Regions from separate parts of the Rattus norvegicus genome. Here region 1 is linked to region 2. A link is a contact called in public Hi-C data. All regions are on one chromosome and are shown on one strand. Each heading gives the region's core, a stretch centred on a gene start, on an enhancer-like site or on the middle of the called end of the contact. The rest is flanking DNA. Distances are from core to core; before and after follow the strand shown. Region 1 holds the start of Abhd11 (abhydrolase domain containing 11). Region 2 holds the start of Baz1b (bromodomain adjacent to zinc finger domain, 1B).

Region 1 (4,723 bases), core at 1,205-3,704, 190 kb after region 2:
GCACAGTCTGAATCTGGGTTTGAGGGAAGAGCCGCCTAATCGCTGAGTGGTGGCTGGGTCTGGCCACCATGGTGAGGTCAATGGAGACGGGGTTAAAGAAGACAATGGAGAGGTGGAGGAGGGGAGAAAGGGAGGGAGAGAACAGAGAGAACGAGAGCTGTATGAGCCTTCATGCCCAGTGGCATTGCCAGGCTCCCAGATACCCCGTGCCCACGCCCAAGCCCTCCCCGACCCAAGGAGGCTCCCACAGCTGGGGGTGGGGGTGGGTGGGTAAAGCAAGCTTGCCCCTTCCTATGGCCTCACGCTGGCTTACGGTACGTAGGGAGAATTTCCACCAAGCAGAAAGAGAGTTGACCCCGGGTAGGATTCAAGTTGCTGTGGGAAGGTCAAAATCTTGTCCAACTGCTGAGCTAAGGCATCCAAGTTCACTCTCCAGGAGAAGCGCCCATTCACCTCCACCAGGTTAGTGAGCAGGAACTGCCGAACGCTCGCTTCCTGTGGGGAGATCTGGCAGCTGTGAAGGGGCTCTCTGTGAGGCCCGCCCACTCCTTTTTCCTCTGATGCGTCTTAGTCCACAACACCATGGGGGGAAGAAGGGGGCGGGGAGTGTGTTACCTTGACAACCGAGCTAAGCTGCTCATCCGCCAGTTTTCGGGCCCGGGAGTGCGGTATGTTCTCTGGGATATCAACGGCCTTCATGGCTGCTATGAAGTTTCCGAGGTATGATCCCGGTGTGGTTCCTGCTGGGCTTATGTCTACGACAACCAGTCGTTCCACAACATCTGGCTGTGAGACAGAATCAGAACAGAGCGGGTCCCAGGCAAACTCTCCGAGCCTCCAGCAGAGTTTCTGGAACCTGGCCATCCAAGGTACAGATGAGTCCCACGTTATTAATGGGGTGCTTAAGGCTCACAGTGCATTGAGGGGACCCAGACCTGTGTAGCTCACCCTCTGCAGTGCCAGTAGCATGGCTGTCTTTCCTCCCATGCTGTGGCCAACGAGGACACTGGGCACCAGGCCCAGCTGGGGGAGGAGGCCCTGGAGGTCCTGACTCATGGCCTCATAGCTTGCATCTGGACTGTGGGGACTGTCACCATGATTCCGAGCATCCACTGTCAGCACCTGGGGTAGGGGTGAAATAGGAGGAATGGTGTTATTCTGATTAGTGACAAAGAAAAGACTGGTAGGGACTAGGGAGCAGTCAGGGAGAGAAGTCTGGAGACATAATTTGTGTGTGTGTGTGTGTGTGTGTGTGTGTGTGTGTGTGTGTGTACATTTTCATGTACATGTGGAGGCCAGAGGTCAATCTTTAGCAACTTTAGTTGCTATTCAAAATATACCTTTATTTTATTTTATTATATACACACATGTGTGCATGTATGTATGTGTGCAAGTTATGCTTGTAACACATGCCATGGTGTACATGTGGAGGCCAGATGATAACTTAAGGTGCCAAGGAGAGTGGGCTTTCAGACCAAAAGAGGATTGGAGTACCAAGAGCGAGCGAATGGCTTAAATGTCTGGCTTAATAGTTAAGAGAAGCTGGGGGAGGTTGGGGATTTAGCTCAGTGGTAAAGCGCAAGGCCCTGGGTTCGGTCCCCAGCTCCGGAAAAAAAAAAAAAAAAAAAAAAAAGAGAAGCTGGGGAAAAGGAAGGGAAGCCTCTGGGCTGGTTTATAGTAAGGGGTGAGGGTGAGGAGAGCTGAGGGGTGCCACAGGTATTGAGTAAGCCGGGACGTTGAGTGTGCTTTGGTATCCTAGTAGGTTCCGAAAAATTGTCCCGAGTTTCTTTGGGACCTGACAAAGAGACGGGTGGAGATATAAGTAACATAACTGGATTAACAGTGGGGCATCTTGCAGGAGCAGGCCTCTTCATAGATGTTTTCCCGTTTACTGTGCACAGAAACTTTCCATTTATCAGCAAGAGCCCAGACCTGAGAGATTGAAACTAGGTCCCCAGTCCTCAGACTTACCCCTTAGTCCCCGCCCACCCATGCGCCGCCCAACCCGGAAGCTCACCCTCCTGCCGGTCCTCTGAACCAACGCCTTGGCGAGGGAGTTGAAGTTGCTTTTGCTGCCGAAGAGTCCATGCAAAAGGACGATGGCTGGGAGTGTCGCGTCTCCATCTAGAAGATTATAGGACAGCGGCAGCGGCCTGGAAGGTGGGGCCACCATAGAGTAAGGGTGGGGGGAGTGAAGGAGAAAAGGGCCGTGGCTAAAAGAGGGGCGGGGCCTGCTGGGCCGCGTGCGAAGTGGACCAGTGAAGGGCCACCGTCCGGGTGTCCTTGACTGACCTCGGATCAGCGTTTCCTTGGCCACTACTGCGGCTGCTACTGAACGTGACAGGAACCGCCGAACTCCTGGGAGAGGAGGCACCGATTGTCCCACGGGGGACCCTCCAAGCTCGCGCCCAGCAGAACATTCTCACAGCTCTCAAAACGTGCTTCCTGCGCACGCTCCGCCTCCCAGAGCCCTGTCTATTCCAACAAGGGCTCTGTCTATGCCCCGCCCCCCGTCGGAGAGCCACTTTAGGTCACGTGGCCTAGCGTACTCCGGGAGCTCCCAGTGCAGGAGCTCCTGGGGCGGAGCCATCAGAAGTGTTGGTCTAAGCCTTTGCACATTACGCATTTCCTGCAGCCACTTTGAGCCCGGTCAGTAGGACTAGCTTCTTGGTTACAGGCTGGGCGTAGCCATACAACACTAGTCCTGCCCCCTTGCACCATTACGCAATTCCTGCGGACACTGCGAGCCGCTTAGAGACCATTTCCTGACCAGGACCAGGAAAGCGCATTATGGGACTGGTCCCTCCTCTTGGGCAATATACAATCCCCTTCAGACCTGTGAGCCCCTGCCACGTCCTGGGCATGCTCTTCGCACCATCACTTAACCACCGTGGCCACTGTCAGGCACCCGGAGGTGGGCTCCTTGGCCACACCTTTGCGGAGCCACTAGGGACTCTGGGACCGCCTTCTGCATCATTACGTAATTCCCACTTTGCACCCTTGGCCACGCCCTGCCACGGGCGGAGCTATAATTGAACCTGGGCGGGCTCTTGCACGGTTTCGCAACCTATTAAACTGCTGTAGCTCCTGGAATTTGGCTCCTTGGCCACGCCTTGGGCGGAGCCACACAAGATTCCCGCACCTGCTTTTGCACCATTACGTAATCCTGCCTGGTTCTGTGCACACCTCCCTGAGCCCCTTGACAACGTTGTAGGCCACGCCCCAGCTTTTAAGAAGCTCATAGTCTTCTGGTGTTTCCCTAGTTCGGACCAGAGGTCCTCAGTTCAAGGAGCAAGTGTGGGGCGTGTCCCTGGCAAACTGAGAAACTCCTTTCTCGCCTGGCGAGCAGACCTCACCTGGCCTGCTCCTCAGTCCTCAGGCACCGCCCTGGGTGGATGCCACACTTTCTGTGCCCCCGGCATAGTCAGGAGACGCCAGGAGTGACTCTTGTTCCAGCTCCCGCCAGCTCTCTGGCGCCTTGCTCCATGGTTGGGAGCCCAGAGTATGAGTGCTTGGTTCCTCTTGTGAAGTTCCCTCACAAGAAACAGCTAGGAGGAAGGGGCTTGCGAGCTTGATCTCGATCTTTTCACTTGAATCGGTAAACTGAGGTGCAGAAAGGGCAAAAAGATTGGTCCAACAGACAGAATCAGAGTCTTGGTCCGGTCTTCCGTTTCTGGTTCAGGTCAATTTGAAAAACCAGGGTCAACCCCCTTGGCCAGGGATTTGTACTGTAGTTACCTGCACTGACTAGAAATGGCTCCCGGCCAGGTGTTGGGGCTACGACTTTAATCCCACACATGGGAGGCAGAGGCGATCGGTTCTTTGAGTTCAAGGCCAGCCTTGTGTATAAGAGTTTGAGCACATCCAGAACTTCATAGAGAAACTCTGTCTCAAAAAAGAAAAAAGAAAGGACGAACACTAACAACAAGCCATTAGCAGAGAGTGGCAACCCTCTGCCCAGAACGCACCCCATTCTGCACTGACTTTTCCTGTGGGGAACCTGCCCCCTGCCCTCTCCCTTCATAGTCTAGGGAAAGTCGTTTTTTATTTCAGCCCCCTCACCCCCCCTTCTGCTGTGGTCCATCCTTTAGCAGTTCTAGAACTGTTTTGGTCACAGCAAACACACCTTCTGGGGGGCCGGGGTCTTCAGGACTCCTTGTCACTGAAGTAGCACTTCATACCCTCCAGAATCCTTCCCAGCATCCTCAGCCGGGCACCAAGCCACTGGCTTAGTTCCCTTTTGTTCTTTGTCAGCGCTGGTGTCTATCTTCCACTCCACTAGTTGCCTAGACACATACACACACAGAGAGATTTATTTATTTTGCTTTATTGTAGGGGTGTTTGCTCGCATTTATGTCTGTGTACCATGCCTGTACCCCATGCCTTCAGAGTTGAGAGGAGGGCATAGGATTTCCTGGGACTGGAATTGCAGATGGTTGTGAGCCACCATGTAGGTCCTGTGAACCATATCCAGTCCTCTGCAAGAGCATCCTGTGCTCTTAACTCCTGAGTCGCCAACCTTTTTTGTTTGTTTTTGAGACAGGGTCTCTCTGTTACACAACTCTGACTGCCCTGGAACTTGCTATGTAGACCAGGCTGGCCTCCAGCTCACAGAGATTCTCTTGCCTCTGTCTCCGCAGTGCTGAGATTAAAGACGTGTGCCTACACCTGACAACTGGTTTTTGGTTGTTGTTTTGACCTGATCTTATGTAGCCCAGGCTGG
Region 2 (4,682 bases), core at 2,041-4,540:
AGACCATATTCCACCTCTGGTAATATTAGTACGACCATCAACAGTTCCAAAAGAATCAACAGCTGGGTATGGTACCATGAGACTTTAATCCTACCACCCAGGAGGCCAAGGCAAGCTAGGGCTGATGTACAGTGACACCTACTTAATAAATAAGTAGATACAAGGCTGGATGGATGGACAGACAGATAACTGACATGTATGGAGACTATGTCAGAGTCCTAGGAGTAAACTATTACTCTACTGAAATCATAGAAATTGTTTTAAAAACCAAGTGTGGTACCTTCAGAATAATGTACTTCATAGAACTAAATATACCGTATGTCATCTAATTACATCACAAACTGACACACAGTAGACTAATATTTCAATAAATGGGTAAGGCTAGTTACTGGAGAGACAGCTCAACAGTTAAGAGCACTTGCTGTTCTTACAGAGGACCTAAGTCAGTTCTCAGCTAATACATGATGGCAACCATGAATAGGCACTCAGAAGCTTCACACACATATGAGTAGGCAAAGCATGCATATCCATAAAATATACAAGTCTTTAAAAAGTGTTTTAATTCGATTAAAAGCAATGGAGGATGTGTGGCACAGTGGGAGGCTGAAGCGGGATTAAAGAGCCCAAGAGCAAGACAGTCTATGTCAGTCACTGCAGCTCAGTGTACAGCACACAAGGAAGGCCCTGGGCTCCACCCCAGCATCACAGTTCCTCGCTCTTCCCATGATTTATTTACAGTGACCTAGTTGAAAGAGCACTGGATGGTAATCCCAACATTCACCATCATACTCAAAGTCATACCAATTTCAATTCCCTTGGACGCACTTGGCAAGCAGACAGGAAATCTGGACCACCTCTAAGACCCCTTTCAGCTCAGAAATGCCATCAGCATACCTAAGCAAAAACACCTACACGGAGGCCAGGCGTGGTGGTGCAAGCCATTAATCTCAGAACTTAGAGGTAAAGAATGGCAGATCTTTGAGTATCAGGCCAATCTGGGCTACAAAATGATTTCGATGCTTGACAGAGTCACACACTGAGACCTGATTGAAAGAAAAAGAAAAAAAAAAAAAAACACAAAACAAAACAAGAACTTACCCGGACTAGAGTCAGCAGTTCAGTCCCCAGCACCCTCACGGTAGCTCACAATCATCTTAACTCTAATTCCAGGGGATGCAAATCTGGCCTCCAGGGGCACCAGGAACACTCCATAGACATACAGGCAGGCAAACACCCCTACAGGCAAAGGGGTGTTTAAAAGGGGGAAGAAAAAAAAAAGACTCCTTTTCCAAGTCTCTCTGTAGGTGGACACTGCCTTTCAGAACTGATGCTAACAAGATTCGTGCTAGCTGGTACTGAGGTCTATTAATCCCAAATACTAGGGAGGTAAAGCAAGAGAAACAAAAGTTCAAGGCCTGCCTGAGCCACAGGGTGAGTTCAGAGCCAGCCTCAGCAATTCTAACAATGCCCTGACACAAAATAAAAGAACAGAGGGCTATGGACAGAGCTTACTAATACTGCAGGGCCCTATGTTAAATCCCCCCAAATATCAGGGGGAGGAAAGGGAGCAAAAGTATCCTAAATACTCAAAACGCTGTATTAAGGCTACGCAGGTGATGTCTGCAATCACACTTGGGAGGTTAGGCAGAATAACACCACATTCAAGGTCAGCTTAGCTTCCAACACATAAGTTGGACATCGACCTAGGCTACAAGACAATTAAAAACAAAACAACAATAAACAAACCAGGAAAGCAAAGGCCACGAGCAAACTGAAATTCTTCACCTGAATCCTTCCTGCTCTCACAAGTACAACAGAAAGTAAGACAAAATCTAGTCTTTCCAAAGGAAAGGGGATGCTAAACCTAGCAGGACACTAAGTTTGGTAAAGAAACCTATCTTTCTTTTAAAAAAAACAAATAAGCCTTAAAAGATTCATTCAACATTCCCCCTACCTTGCCCCCCCCCCAAAAAGTAATACAACTTTAAATTAAGAGGTTATGCTTGGTCAAGAAATCTTAAAGTAATGATTGGAAATGCAGACTTCCTATTACAAAACACCAGTTTCACGGTCCTAAAAACAGAGAGAAAGGAAAGAAAAGAACGAAAGAAAAGCAAGCCGGCTGGAGAAGGGGAAGCAGCAGGATCAGGAATGCAGTGTCCAACCTCTACTGCATACTGAGTTCGAGGCCAGTCGGTGCTATATGAAGCGCTCTCTCAAAAACGACAGAAAAATGAAACTTCTAAATGTCAAACTTCTCTGTTTTCTAGAAAAGCAAAGGCCACCAGCACTATCAATGTAGCGTTCTGCTCCTCCCTACCTTCAGTTGGCAAGAAGTTAATGCCGGGTTTCTGTCAGTTCATCCCTGGCCTAAAGTCCACTCCGGAGGAGAAAAAAACAAAACCCACAAGCCACATCAGTGTCCACGCTCAGCCCAGACAAGACGCAGTAGAGGCTTGCACAAGCCGGATCACGCGGCTGCGCCGGTACAATTTCAGAAACTTAACTTGACGGTTTCTTTTATATGAAAGGAGAGAGAAATAAAATGCGCAAAGGAAACCCGGCTAACCCTCCCTAGTCACTTAGGGCCCGAAGCCAAGTTGGGGAGGAGGGGACTGGTGCTGCGATCATCACCAAGGCCCCGGGGACAAAGTAAGGGGGAAAAGGATGGAGGCGCGAGGTTCCGGGAAGGACGGCTGCAGACAGCCCAGATGGATCTCGCCACGGAGATCCCAAGCCCGGCGAGGCAGGACCCGGGCATCACAGCCCGCGGATGGCCCCGTGCAGTGACAGCTGCCCGGCGAGTCGCGCGCGGCCCATTCGCTTCTCGCCATCTCCATCCCTCGCCCTGCGCAGCCGCGGCCGAGCGTCCACACCGCGCACGAAAAAAAGGATACTCCCGAGTGCGGAAGGCCTCTTGTGTGTGCGGGATGGTAAAGAGCGGCTCCTCTCCGGGCAGCGGTTTCACCAGAGGAAAGGGCTTGCGGCCCAACAGCGGCGCCATCGCGGCAGCGCCGGCAGGGACGGAGCGCCGAAGGCTCGGCCGCTCCGCTGCGCAGCGCTAGGCCCGGGCAGCCCCGGGCGAACGAGCTAGCGAAGCGCCTGGCTCCCGGGGCGATGGGGGAGGGGAGGGGTGAGAGGGCGGCGCGAACTCCGGCTTCCCTCAGAGCTGGCGGGACCGCGCCACGACCATGGAAGCAAGGGGAACGCCTCGAGGGGAAAAACTGGAGAGATTCTGCTCGCTCCTTCCGGCAGCTTTCACCTTACGCTGATCTCCGCTGCGGCGGCCGCTAGTCACGACTCCTCTCCAGCGGGCACGGGAGGAAATTATTGAAAAATGGCGGGAGATTCCCTTCCTCCCCCCCGCTGCCGGGCCAGCGCACAGACTAACTTGCTTCTCCGTGGCGCCCTGGGGCGGATGCTCCGATAGGCGGAGGACTGGTCGGCATTCGTAGCCTATTGGCTCAGAGAGACTGCCGCTCCGCGGTCGAGTCCCGCCCCCTGGGCCCCAGCCACAAAGTTTAGTTGCAGCGCACTAGAGGGCAGTCTGAAAAGGTGAAAGGTCACGTTATGTAAGAGCCGGTGACTGGCATGCGGGCCTCCAGTGGCGGACTTAAAAAGTAATGGGACAGCAAGTGGGAGGGGGAGGACGAAAAGCGGAAGACTCAAAGAGGTCAGAGCAGAAAGCCCTGTCATAGATACAGACATTGCGCCATCTGTCACCGACGGCGACACCGACATCCGGGCACTCACTGTCCGTGTGGTGCGCCGGAGGGGGGAGGGGGAGCGCGCGGCCAGGGGCTTTGTCTTTCCACTCGTGCTCCGCCCCCTTCTTAAAGGGGCCGCGCTCGGCCACGCCCGGGGATGCGCGGGTGGAGCTGTTCTGGGCGGGAAGTAACTCTGATCCTCTTCAAACAGAAGTTCCGCAGTGGGGCGACTGGGACCCCAACCCTTCCCGACCAGACATAACTGCGAAACAGAAATTAAGGACTACAGGGAAGGATAATGTAGAAGTTTCCTTAAAAATATGTGGAGGAAGAGCTGCAGAGTTGGCTCAGGGGCTAAGTTCTTTCAGAGGACCCAAGTTCAATTCCTCGCTCCCACATCAGGTAGCACGACCCTGCCTGCAGCTGCAACTCCAGGAATTAGCATTCCTCTTGCCTCCTCAGGCAACAGCACTCATGTGCATACAACATCCCCCACCATGCATGCACACATACCCAATTTAAAAATAAACCTTGAAAAAAAAAGTGGAAGAATAATAGAGAAATTTCTTTTGTATGTACACATATAAGAGAATATATGTGTGTGGATGGATGGATGGATAGATAGATAGATAGATAGATAAATAGTCTGTGTCTAGCTTGGGCTACAAAGAGTCTTACCAGCCAGCCTGGGCTGAATAGCAAGACCCTAAAACAATGAGTAAATAAAATAAAATTATGTTAGAGGACATATATATTAAGCTAATAGGGCTGGAGAAGTGGCTCCACAATTAAGATTTCCAGTTTTTCCAGAAGTTCTGAGTCTGATTCACAGTATTTGCATTGGAAGCTCACAATCACCTGTAACTCCAAAGCAATAGGCGCTTACAAACCTGAAAACATACCCCCCATACACATAATTTAAAATAAAAATAAAAGTATTATTTAAAAAAGATGGGGGTTGGGGTTGGGGATTTA

Evidence for each region. Hi-C and Micro-C count contacts between places; a contact is called where the count stands out from the background.
Region 1: a Hi-C map of Schwann cells shows a contact between it and region 2, with 10 times the contacts expected there. The contact joins the promoter of Abhd11 here to the promoter of Baz1b in region 2. A contact is called at or near these places in 7 of 12 Hi-C or Micro-C datasets (the A7r5 cell line, Schwann cells, frontal cortex and 4 more) and 1 of 1 datasets of contacts at active chromatin or transcription factors (oligodendrocytes).

The regions. Positions count from the first base shown.
Region 1 is chr12:27,319,009-27,323,731 of GRCr8, forward strand. It overlaps Abhd11 (abhydrolase domain containing 11), which reads right to left and starts at 2,455. Exons shown (of 6, transcript NM_001271180.1): 1 at 2,293-2,455; 2 at 2,018-2,153; 3 at 949-1,122; 4 at 616-786; 5 at 314-495; 6 at 1-59. The coding sequence starts at 2,420.
Region 2 is chr12:27,123,221-27,127,902 of GRCr8, forward strand. It overlaps Baz1b (bromodomain adjacent to zinc finger domain, 1B), which reads right to left and starts at 3,291. Exons shown (of 19, transcript NM_001191916.1): 1 at 2,898-3,291. The coding sequence starts at 3,004.